Linked DNA regions of Mus musculus: regions 1 and 2 are each linked to region 3. A link is a contact called in public HiChIP or PLAC-seq and Micro-C data. All regions are on one chromosome and are shown on one strand. Each heading gives the region's core, a stretch centred on a gene start, on an enhancer-like site or on the middle of the called end of the contact. The rest is flanking DNA. Distances are from core to core; before and after follow the strand shown. Region 1 has its middle 5.3 kb from the start of Gm35082. Region 2 holds the start of Rnf169 (ring finger protein 169). Region 3 holds the start of P4ha3 (procollagen-proline, 2-oxoglutarate 4-dioxygenase (proline 4-hydroxylase), alpha polypeptide III).

Region 1 (4,058 bases), core at 1,485-3,984, 390 kb before region 3:
TTATAGCTTTAAACCAAAAGAATTGGGAATCACATTACTTCCTCCCTAGGAATGAGATGAGGGGACACAAGGAGAGCTAGGTTTACTGGCTGCTCTTCCGAAGGACCAGGGTTCAGTTCCTAGCATCTACAAAACGGCTCACAACCTTCTCTAACTCCAGTTCCAGGGATCTGATGCCCTCTTCTAGCCTCCTTGGGTACCACATGTACATGCTGCATGGATATAGATGAAGGAGAGCATCTAGGAATACAGGGCTTCTCTGTGTTACCCTGGCTGTTCTGAAACTCACTCTGTAGACCAGGCTGGCCTTGCACTCCCAGAGATCCATCTGCCTCTGCCTCCCAAGTGCTGAGATTAAAGGTGTGCACCACCATGCCTGGCTTAAGTAAAATCTCAAAAAAAAAAAAAAAAAAAAAAAAAAAAAAAAAGAAATTGAAGCAGCATATGGGGGTTGGGAGCACTTCATATAAAAATAAAAAACCTAGGGCTGGAGAGTTGGTCCAGTGGTTAGGTGCACTGGCTGCTCTCCCACAGGATTGGAGTTTGATTCCCAGCACCCATATGGCAGTTCATAACTGTAACTCCAGTTCTAGGGGACCTAGTGCCCTCTCTGGCCTCCATGATCACCTGGCACTGGTGGTGTACAGAGATGCATGCAGGCAAAACACTCATGCATACAATAAACATCTTTAAATACAAAAAGGAAATTTAAAAACCTATTAACTATTTTCTTTTTTTGCTGAGGTCAGTACCCAGAACTTCCCATATCTTAACAGCCCATACATCTCCTTTTTGAATAATATTCTGCATCCAGGAGCCTTGCTGTCTCATCGGATGTATGGGGCATTGTTTCATACTGCCATCAGCACGTGCTCTCCTCCTCAGGAAACAGAATCTAGTCATTGGTCAGAAGATGAACACAGGACAGAAGCTGGCCAATCCCTTTCCTTCCCTGGGACTTTTCCCTCCTAGAACTGGCAGACAGGGGAGGAGCGAAGCAGATACTGAGGCTCAGGCAGAAGAGGAGGTTCTCATTTCGTTTAATGTAGACTTAGCTTTCTACACAGAACCCGATCTCCTGCCTGATCCTGGCTGTTTTTAAAAGTTCCTCAGCACTAGGTACACTTATGCCTGTAAAGAGCTGGGATTCTTGCCATTTTATGACTAGAGGGTAAATGTGTTCAAATTCATTTTTAAATTATTCATAGTTCTACCGCAAACACATAAAACTGGAGCAAAATCTCAAAAATACTTGGTGTTGTGAGCAGCACTTGAATGTGGGTGGGTTGCTCAGTGGAGGCGAGGAGTTTTGTCTGTATGAAGGGCCGGTAGTTGAGAAGTCACTTCCTGGGGCAGTCCTGTCTTGGAATTGTCTCTTAGACCACTGGGACCGTGACACCTTCCTCTCCTCGCCCTGCAGCCAGTGTCTTGGAAAATGTCTATGGTAGACCCAGACAGTTCGAGCTGGGCCTTGAATAAGGTGGTCTTGTGTAGGACATGAAGAGGCCAGCAAGATACGTAAGAGAATAAAGGTGATTGTTGTCAAGTCTAGAAACCTGAGATCCACACAATGGAAGATCCAATTCCCATAGCTGTCCTCTGATCAACACAAACTTACCATGACACATATGTGTGCATGTACACACACACACAATAAATAAATAAATAAATAAATAAATAAATAAATAAATGGATAGATATATAAATAAATATAATTAAAAATTTCCCACCTGGTGTAGTGGACTTTAATCCTAGAACTCAGGAGACAGAGGCAGGTAGATGAATTTCTTTGACTTCCAGGCCAGCCAAGTTGACACAGTGAATTTTTAAAGACGTATTTATTTAGGTACTGAAGAGATGGCGGTACTGAAGAGATGGCTCAGTAGTTGAATGTACTTGCTACTCTTGCACTAGACCAGGCACACATACATATTAAACAAATAAACGACTCTTTTAAATATATTTTTAAAGATTATTCACTAAATGATTTTTTAAACTTTTTACTGATTTTTGTGAGTGCACCCCAGTCCCACTCATTTCCCATCCCCTGTATCCACCCCCCCTGCTGCAACTCCCCCACAAGATAAAAACCCACATAAACAAAAATAAACAAAGCATAGAAAACATCTCGTCTGCTGTCTCAAGCAAGCAGCATGACTGGTCATGATGGCTAGGAAAGATCCCTTTACCATGGAGGAGGTCCCAGAGAGCAAGATACAGCTGCTTCCCCAGCCCCCAGTCTGGGTATCTTTTTGTTCTAGTTTGCTTTCTGTGGCTATGACAAAACACTAACCAAAAGCAACTTGGAAAGAAAAGGGTTTATTTCATCTTACATTTCCAGGTAATGATTCAGTCACTGAGGCAAGTCAGGGCAGGAACTGAGGTAAAGACCATTTAGCTTTAAAAAAAAAAATGAAAGAGAGAAAGCATCCCGTCATGGAAGCTGCTGTATGTTACAGGATGTACCACAGTATGTCCCTCTGTCCACACATCTTCACTTGCAAATGTTCATTGCAATGAGTCATTGGTCTGGTTTGACGTCTCTGGCTTCTGTGACACCATCAATATTGAATCCTCACGGGGACTTGGCTCAGTTATCCTGCTGTTGCCACATGTCATGGAGATCATTTGGATCAGCAGGACTGGTCCTTTCACAAGCCCCAACAGTTCACAGGTGACATAGACGTTGGGATGAGCCAATGCAAAGCCCTGGATCTGCGCCTGCGTGGTAGGTAGCTGAGCTGGTCAGCCCTCTGGCTCTCCTTTATCTGAGCACCACCAAGGCAAGCTCTCCAGCACTGCTCCAACTAGGCTGCCCGATGCTGCCATCAGTAGGAGGCAGGCTCAGTATTTCTGCTTTCAAGCCCTCTGGCCAGCTCACCTGAAGCCACGCCTCCAGAGCCAGCTGTAGTGGGAAACCCTGATAGTTAAGGTCAAATTCTACCACGTCTGGGAGTGCCTCTGAGCTCAGTGCAAAATGAAAAACTACCCTTTCCCAGCAGGGCTTCCCCTTCTCTAGGGAGCTCAATCCCGCTCTTCTACCTGAGGAAGGTCCAGTCGTAGCCCTTGGCAAACCTTTAAATTCAACTTCCTCTTTCCGCCCAGCAAGTACCTGGGATTCCTGGAATGCTTCTCCGTACAATGAGGCATTCACTGTACATTAAGTTCCAGCCAATGATTTTACATTCACTCTGAAAATTCCTTCCCACCCTCCAGGGTTCTTAGACAGTCCTTGTCTACCCGGAATAAAAGTGTGTGCGCACCAGCTGTTTCACTGAAGATCTTCTAAGAGAGCTGTTTTGTTGAGTATCATCTAAAAGAGCTGTGACCCTAAAATCCTCAGAGAAGGCATTCTCCCATCAACTCTCACTCCCAGCTGTGCTACAGCCAGAGAGGGGTTGGCACAGTTCCCCTCTTCTCACACCCTTGGGGATGGCTCACCTGTGCTCCTTCCCCTTGGCCAGGTCCACTGAGCTGCAGGTGGCAAGGGGGCATTACACCCATGCCACCTCATGGCAGATGAGTGGAGGCACTGGGTTCCCCTTGGTCTTGCCCTCAGGACTTTTTGATATTTTTTATTGTATGCATATTAATATTTTGTCATTATATACATATTTATACCTCATATGTGCCTGGCAGTTAAGGAGGTCTCTCAGAAGAGGGCATCAGATCTACTGGGACTAGAGTTACAGAAGATTGTAACTGGGTGCTGGGAACTGAGCCTGGATCCTCTGGAAGAGCAGCCAGTGCTCCCAATTGCTGAGCCATCTCTCCAGGCCAGACTCTGACCGCTCACTAGTTAGCCACCCCCCTAATGTAGCATGCATTGGTGGTATAGTGGGTAAACATAGCTGCCTTCCACTCCCTGAGTGTATCAAGGGATTTCCTCAGGCCATCTGGAACCCCAGGCCTCAGTGGGAAAGCTCTGCCCTTGGCTCCTCCGTTGGCCTCAGGCTCGCTCTCAGCTCTTTTAAAGAAGTCAGCAGTCCTAACTCCTGCTAATACTGCCACTCAGATATTACTGCTTAGACCTGGTTCAATGCCAAAGCCACGGCTCT
Region 2 (4,048 bases), core at 1,416-3,915, 310 kb after region 3:
CATCTTCTTGTTCCTGTTCTCCTCATGAATAACTCTCCACAGATCTGTCTCTCCCCACCCCCTGCACCTCGTCACCATTGCTGTGTTAGAAAGATTACCTTGGCAACAGCATAGAGGAGAGAAAAAAATTGGAAACTGGGAACTCGGTCTTCTGAATTCGAGGGATAGAAGAGACTGTTGAACGTGTCCACTGTAACAGTCTCCCTGACAATCTAGTGTTAGATTCTTATAGCATTAAAAATGAGCACGACATAGATCCTGGTATCCTTTATCTCAGCTTTTGGCATCAGTCTGAGGCAGCACCGTGGCTGTCATATGCCCACATGCACACACTTGTGTGGTGCATCCCAGGCTGAGAGCCTGCTGTATTCCAGGACATTTATTTTAAAGCCGAGGAGACCGAGGGCAGGAAGAAGGAAGGGAGCCAATGAAAAGGCCCAGGAACAAGATCGGAGCTGGCATCTGGGCAAGTGATACTCAGATCGCTTACTTTTCTCTGTGGAAAAGAAAAATTTCTGTTTCTCTTTGTGTCCAAGAAAGCAAGCTACACTGTTCTAGGCTAGCAGTGAACAGGCCCTTCAGACTGAAGTCCTATTGTGTAAGCAGCTCACAAGAAGCAACTGTTTCTAATGGTGGCTGCTTCCTGTCTAAGTTTCACCACGCTGTGATGAAACACCATGACCAAAAGCAATTCTGAGAGGAAAGGGTTTATTTGGCTTACATACCCTGAACTACAATCCACTGAGGAAGTAAGTCAGGAACCCAGATGCAGAAGCTGATGCAGAGGCCATGAAGAGTGCTGCTTGCTGGCTTGCTCGTCATAGCTTGCTCAGCCTGCTGTCTTATAGGACCACCAGGTCAGGGTCATACCACTTACAAAGGGCCAGGCTCTCCCGCTGTACTCACTGCTTGAGAAAATGCTCTACAGGTTTGCCTAGAGCCTGATCTTATAGAGGCACTGTCTCAACCAAGGCTCCCTCCTATCAGATGACTCTAGCTTGTGTCAGGTTGACAGAAAACTAGCTAGCATACTCTCTGTACCACAAGCCTTCCTTGTCAGAACCAGGTAAAATGTCCCTGGGTAGGAAGTGAGCAAGTGCCCGGATAAAGGACAGCCCATCCAAGAACTCACTTCTGTGTCTGGCAGTATTCTGGCTGTCTGGGCCTTAGGCTGGGCCTCTGACTCTCTGGACATGATGTTTAGTTACTCACTGACCCTTTGTCAGTTGCTGTCTGTCCTTTACTTCCAGGTTCTCATCCTAAGGCTCCAGTCCCCCCCACCCCAACTTGGATTAATCACTCTGCTTTGAATCGGTTACCACCAACTGTGGACACTCTCATGACAACCTGGAGCTTCTAGATGCTTTCTTCTACATACAGTTGCTTAAAAATAATGTCTTTACAAAGCCTGTGATTTTCCATAAAGATAACATCTTGGTCCAAATGCACCTTAAGGTAAAAATAATAAACAAACAAACAAACAAATAAATAAATAAATAGGCAACACCCCGAGACTTGTTGTAGTACAGTCATCTTTCCATCAGGGGGAGCCATTCTTTTTCCTAAATCCTCTGTATCCAGAAAGGAAAATCACAGCAAAGTCTCAACACCTCTCCCTGGCTTAAACAGGAATGATGTGGTCAGAGCTGGCCGGTAGGAATGAACTCTAAGATCCATGGGACAAAGCTTATAGGAAGAGGGGTTGTGTGATGGCAGGTCAGTTTGCAGAAGTCACAGCTGCCAGCTAGGTGAAGAGATGAGGAGAAAGAAATCATGCAGTGGGCTTATGGAATGAAGAAGTGGGTGGGAACAGGCTGGAAATAGAGCCATTTTGGCCAGAAAATGACAAGACTATAAGTTAAAGATGCCTGGGCTGGGAGCGTGAGGACCCTTGAGATGGTTCTGTGAATAGAATGTGGGAAATAAGGGCTGTTTTGAAAGGATGGAGACATTAGGTTTGTGCACGGAGCATGCAGATATCCATAATGATAAATTCAATAACTCTGAACTGCAGATATTAGTGTGGGCTTTCATGGGGAAGAAAAGAGGAGACCAGGGAGTCATATAGACTGAGAAAAGAAAAGGCACAAGCTTACACAAGAGTATCTACATTTAAGTATCAAACACAGAAGTAATCTGAGGAGCAGGGTTTGTGTAATAAAGTATGCTTTTTTTTTTTGCCCCAGCCAAGGGAGGGGACTTCATAAAGGGATGTGGAGAGAGAGGGGCTGAAATGAGGGCTGGTCAGGTTGTTATTTCAACAATCACTCAAGACTTTTGGTCATGATAGGCCTCATGCTAATCACAACAAGCTGCTATGGCCCCGAGGAGAAAGCCCTTACCAAATGAAGTACTTCGACAAGTTTCTGGATAGCTCATATTTATAGTTCATTTTATAAAGTTCAGGGTCGCTCAAAAATTCCAAATAAATTCTTTCAGTCTCTCAAGATTCAGTGCTAGAAACTACAAAAACAGGAGGGCGGGCTGAAAGACCAGATATATAAAGAATAATCATTAAATATTAATAAGCAGTCTCCTCCTGCTAAGCGAAAGGCCCTAGGAGAAATATCCCCAGGCGGACTAGGTTCCCGCCCCCTCATGAATATGCAGATAGCTGTCCGCCGCGCACTGCCCCGCCCTCTACTCCTCTCCCACCGCAACCGACTCTCCCTTCAAACGGGAAACAAGATGGCGGCGGCAGGTCCGAGCACTCGGGCTTCTTCCGCTGCGGCCGCGGCAGCTCTGAGTCGGCGGGGCCGGAGGGGCCGCTGTGACGAGATGGCGGCAGCGAAAGCCGGGGCTCCGGGCCCGGCCTCCAGCCCCGCGTTGTTAGTGTTGCGGTCAGCGCCACGGCCGGAGGAGTCGGGCTGCACCGGGTGCCTGGAGACCCCGGGGGAAGTGGCGGCCCTGCCGTGCAGCCACTCGCGGTGCCGAGGCTGCGCCTCGCGCGCGGCGGGCCCGGGCTGCCGTCGCTGCCGTCCCCGCGGTTCGGGCTGGGCCCGCCGTCGGGCGCGCGACGACGGCCAGGCCGCCGCGGAGCTGATGGGCGAGCGCGCCCGTCGTGGACAGCCAGAACCCTGCCGCCCGCGCCGGGACGGGGGCGCGGCTGCCTCGGGGCCCAGGCCGGAGCCGGAGCCGCTCGCGGAGCCAGGTGGAGCCTCCCCTCGCCCCTGTGGGCTTCAGCCAGGCCCAGCCGCCGGGTCTGGCCTGGTGAGCGGGGTGGAGGGTCCCGGGCTCTGCTGCCGCGGGTGTGGAGAGTTCTGCTGGGGTCGCGACCGGGTTCTGCCCAGGCGCAGTATGTGTTGGTGAAGGTTGAACTTTGGAGCGAACTGTACGCGTGTTGAATTTGGAGGGGCAGTGAGGGGACCCCGCGCCTTGCGTAAGTCAGAAGTTTGGAAGGAAACAATTCCTGGAACAAGTTAGGGGCATGTTGAAGTTGGTGCGTGGAGGGGGAGGGGCCCTGGAGGATCCCAGCAGCGCTTGTTTCAGTGTTGGGCAGAGGGCTTGGGGTCGCGCGGTCTAGGAGGGATGTGTCTTCCAGGGCTGGAGAGAATGAGGTGTGGGATATCCCAGGCTCAGGGGGAGCTTTGCAGACTTGAGAGCAGAGTGGGTTTTGAGGATGAGCTCTCGTGTGAAGTTCTTTCTCATGCTATCTTGGGAAAAAAAAAAAAAAAATATATATATATATGCATGCTTAGCGCAGAGCTTGCCACACAGGATGAGATAAATGCCATCTATTTTGGTGATAATACTAATCATAAACGTTAGTGGTGCTTGATGAAGAAAGCTGGGTGGGATTTAAGTTTTGGAGACAAAGATTGGTTTGGCTGGGGGCTGTTTTCTGTCTTTCTATGTAAGTTTCATCTATGATGCTGGCAACTTAAAGGTCTGTTGTAGGACTCTTGGCCTGAACTCCTTTGCCTTTCTCACCGTCGGCAGCCCATCACTTGTTGGTGCTGAAGTCTGAGATAGAAAATTCCGTTTGTAACATGAACCGAGACCTAGGCTTCTTTGGTGCAAGCCTAAGCAACATACCTACAGCTGAGAT
Region 3 (4,151 bases), core at 215-2,714:
CTTAGTGTAAGAATGTAATCTGCAGGTTTTTTTTTTTTAACAAACCAATTTGATACTGCAACTCAAACAAATGCGTGTCTAACTACAAGCCATCAGTTGCCACCAATGGCATTTGAAGAGCAGACTGCAGGATTAAGCCAACCCTTACGAAACTGGCTGTCCTTCATGACCATTTCTTATAAACATTTGTGGGAGTGGAGCAGGGCGGGTTGGCATGGGAATGGATTTGAAATTTAAAGTTACTGGAAATCAAATGATGTGCTTCTGCTCTGTCTAGACAAGTTTGTAAGATCAATTGGATTTATGTGGAAACAACTGTGCCTTATAGTCCGTGGGCTTCTCAGTGTCCAAAGCAAAGAAGGCACAAGACATGTTGGTATCATATGCAAGCATTCCTTTTTCATCTTGGACACTGATTAGTGCTCTAAGTCCCACACTTTACAACAGTTTACCTTCCAGGATCTAACTCTACTTTGCTGACTGCATAAAAAATAATGTTGGCTGTGTGTTTGTGCACACTACTCCCAGTATTACCCCGTGTGAAGTAGTTTTTCACAGTGTTTTCTTTGGAGTCAGACATTTTCACATACATACAACCTCTCAGCTACTACTTACATTCAGAGAACTTTTACCCATGGAAAAAGAAATAAGAGCTATAATGGTCACCACAGCATTCTACTGTGTCAGCAGTAACTTGACAAGAAGTCCAAGGTCATTTGCTGCTTGACACAGTATTTGTGAGATCCAACTGGACTCTAGAATCTCCATGCTACCTACACTTTTTCACAGTGTATCAACTTGGACATGTGAAGGTGGATGGGGGGTGGTGTCACACCCCGGGGTGTGTGTTTGTGTGTGACAGAGACAGAGAGTGAGAGACAGAGAGACAGGGAGAGACAGAGAAACAGAAAGAGACAGAGACACGGACAAACACACATACATACAGACACATAGACACAGAGAGAGACAGAGACCGGAACAGAGAGACAGAGACACACACACAAAGAGGCAGAGAGACAGGCACAGAGACAAAGAGACAGACACAGACAGACAGACAGACAGACACAGAGAGTGAGAGAGAGGGAGAGAGAGAGAGAGAGAGAGAGAGAGAGAGAGAGTGACACAGAACTCCTCATTCCCCTTCAAAGTGTCTCAGGGTCCCCACCACATGACAGTTGGGTCTGGAAGTCACTTTGGGCCTCAGTTACTCCTCACCCTCAGTCGCTGAGCATCCCGGCTCCCTGGAGACGCCCTCACCTGGTCAAGTCGCGCAGCCGCGCCTCCTCGCCGCGCAGGTAGCGCCTCAGTGTCCCCAGCAGCCTGCGCTCGGGCGCCAGGGCGCGCGCCACGCTGGTCAGCGCGGAGAACGTGTCCTCCCGCCCCGTGGCCGCCGCGGGGTCTCCCCCGAGCGCCAGCAGCGCCAGCAGAGCCAGCCGCGCCCCTGGGCCCATCGCAGGGTCGCGCGTCCCTCCGCGCTCTCGCCCGGCGCCGCCCCGGCCCGCCCGCCCGCCCGCAGCCTTCCGTCGCCCGCCCTTGGCCGCCTCCGTCCCCTCAGCACTGAATTCCTTAGTGCCTGGCCCGCCGCTAACTCCACACTGATTCCACCGTGCCTGTCACATTTGGGGGAACTGAGGCGAGCGCGGGTGAGCAGTGATTTCTCTAGTTACAGCCGTGCTGAGCCATCATCCAAATTCCTCCTGTGGGACAGGGGAGGACACAAAAACCTCTGGATTATGAGGGGAACTCCAAAGGGTGACACAGCATGGTGACAGAAGTGCAGGTGGCTGGGGCAGAGGGGTAAAGTCTTCACAGAGGACAGGACCTCAGGTGATCTTGAAAGATGGCTAGGACTTACAGAAGCTGAAACTCTAGGATCGAGTCACTACAGAGTCACACAAAAATACCATCATTATATTCTACTAGGCTGCTTGTTTCTTTCACCCCGCTATCCCTTTTGCCCAGCAATGTTTATTCATTTACTCATTCATTTAAGTGTTCAGTAACATCTGTGCTATAGTAGGTGCAGATGCAGCCCGCTGCTCATAAAGGGAAATGGAAATGTAAACCACCATAAAAACACAAAATGGGCAACCACAGGCTGTGTGCAATGGGTGAGGACCTCATCCCCAAAGAGGGGCTTCCCCTGGCATGCTTTGATGGGGAGAGAGCTTCACAGAGTCAATGTGTGTAGTTCTAACAGTATCTTGACTTTAGGCCATCCTGGATTATCCTGGTGAGCTCAACGCAGTTGCCAAGGTCCTTTTAAAAAGGCAAAGAAAAAGCCGGGCGGTGGTGGCCCACGCCTTTAATCCCAGCACTTGGGAGGCAGAGAAACCCTGTCTCGAAAAACAAACAAACAAACGGCAAAGAAAGATACAGGACAATAACAGCCAAATCAGAGACTTGATGATGCTGTGTTGCGACTTTGAAAATGGATAAACGGTCTGTGAGTAACAGGTTGTAGGTAGCTTCTAGAAGGTTGAGAAGGCTGGGGGACAGATCTTTCCTAGTCTGCAGGAAGAACAGATCTGCCAATACCTTGATTTTATCTCGTGACACCTATTCGTTACGGTTTGAATTTGAAATGAACCTCACAGTTTCATCCTCTTGAATACTTGGTAAAAACCAAGCTATGGAGCTTTGGGGAAGTAGGGCTTACATACTCCACTAGGTTCACTAAGGCTTCACTGCTGGCCAGAGCCATCAGGTTTCTGTCTGCTGGATGTGAGCACCGGCCACATATGCTAGCCACCAGACGGGGCAAGACCTGCCAACACACCTTCCTTTTCATGATGGGCTCCAGGAGTCAAAGAAATCTTTTCTCTGTTACAGTGTGTCTGTCAGATATCTGGTCACAGTGCTGAAAAAGTCTAATACATCGGTTCAGACTTCTGAATTCTGAGGCAGTAGGATAAAAAAATCTGGGTTATTATAAGCCCCAGAGTTTGTGATAACTTGTCTAAGCAATAGGAAACTTGGGCGGGTGAGAAGGCCAGCAGCTAAGAGTGCATACACACTGCTCTTACTGAAGGCCTGAGCTGAGTTTTCCCCATCCACGTCCATATAGGGTGTTACATAAATTATTGTATGTTAAACCAACCTCAAATGCCTAATGTAAATCCTCTTAGGTCACAATGCACATTCACATTAATATGTTGCTGGATTTTGTTTGTTGATATTTTGTTGTAACATTTTTGTATCTTTATTATAAGAGAAGGTAGCCCATAGTTTTCTCGAATTATTTTTGTCTGGTCTTTATATCAATGTAAAACTAATTTCAGAGATCACAGTGGGAATTGTTCCCTCCTTTCCTACAGTTTAGAAGAATCTGGAAAGGATTGAAATTTGTTCTTCTTTGAGTAGCTTGAAGAATTCACCATTAAAGTCAGTTAATTCTAAGCTTTCTTTTGGGAGATGTTTTGGTTCTTGATTCAGTCTCCATAGCAACTGTTTTAGAGCAGGCTGCATGGCAATGGAGTCTCTTAATGTTCTTTCCTCTAGGATTGCTTTATTGCTGAGGCTTGTCTCCCTGGCTATAAAATTTCACGTTCACATTGCTTTCCTTCTGGCACCTTAACGTTCTCTGTCCTCTGTGGAAAATGCCCAGCTCCTTCAGTCACTCTGGTAACGTTCTCTCTAGCTAGTTTCAAAGAGTTTTCTGTCATATTTCCTTTGCTTTTATCTTTCAGCAGTTTAATGCTAGGCATCGAATTCTTTGAGTTTGTCCTTTTTAGAGGTCACTTAAATGTCTTGCTTCTGTAAGTTGTGACTTTTATCAAATTTGAGAACTGGTCCTACTTTTTTTTTTTTTTCCTGAATTGTCTTGAATTTTTTGAATGCAGAAATCTGGTACTTCCTATCAGGTCTTTGAGGCTCGGGTTATTTTTAAAGTGATTTTTCTCTCATTCACATTACACACTTTCTGTGGATCTGTGTTTAAATATGCCAACTCCTCTGTCACCTCAATTCTGCAATCAGTCTTAGCATTTCTATTTGGTTTGTCCTCTTGTCTTCTGTCTTTCTCAGCTTTCTCTTCATTTCAAGCATGCTCACCCGGGCTTCCTAGAGCATCGTCTAACATTGTTTTCAACACCTTCAACATTTGTGCTTTGTTGTCATCAACATTTATCGGCTGCCTTTTCTGTTTTGTT

The links. Hi-C and Micro-C count contacts between places; a contact is called where the count stands out from the background. HiChIP or PLAC-seq counts read pairs in DNA pulled down with a chosen protein or histone mark.
Region 1: a Micro-C map of embryonic stem cells shows a contact between it and region 3, with 1.7 times the contacts expected there. The contact joins the enhancer-like site here to the promoter of P4ha3 in region 3. A contact is called at or near these places in 8 of 39 promoter capture datasets (3T3-L1-derived adipocytes, the C10 cell line, fetal liver and 4 more), 1 of 15 datasets of contacts at CTCF or cohesin (large pre-B cells), 9 of 484 Hi-C or Micro-C datasets (B cells, the G1E-ER4 cell line, the N1E-115 cell line and 3 more) and 1 of 9 other capture datasets (macrophages).
Region 2: a contact with region 3 is called in an H3K27ac HiChIP or PLAC-seq map of epiblast stem cells, with 5 times the contacts expected there. The contact joins the promoter of Rnf169 here to the promoter of P4ha3 in region 3. A contact is called at or near these places in 2 of 115 datasets of contacts at active chromatin or transcription factors (epiblast stem cells and pancreatic cancer cells) and 2 of 9 other capture datasets (adipose tissue and macrophages).

Annotation. Positions count from the first base shown.
Region 1 is chr7:100,678,252-100,682,309 of GRCm38.p6, reverse strand. No RefSeq gene overlaps it. Among named protein-coding and RNA genes, the nearest start is that of Gm35082, 5.3 kb to the right of the region's middle. Within about 2 kb of position 2,734, at least 36 of the 459 cell types and tissues checked have an H3K27ac peak or open chromatin away from gene starts, as enhancers often do. A contact at or near this core is called in embryonic stem cells, where this site is marked.
Region 2 is chr7:99,979,075-99,983,122 of GRCm38.p6, reverse strand. Rnf169 (ring finger protein 169) reads left to right here and starts at 2,665. Exons shown (of 6, transcript NM_175388.3): 1 at 2,665-3,151. The coding sequence starts at 2,689.
Region 3 is chr7:100,282,833-100,286,983 of GRCm38.p6, reverse strand. It overlaps P4ha3 (procollagen-proline, 2-oxoglutarate 4-dioxygenase (proline 4-hydroxylase), alpha polypeptide III), which reads right to left and starts at 1,464. Exons shown (of 13, transcript NM_177161.4): 1 at 1,258-1,464. The coding sequence starts at 1,451.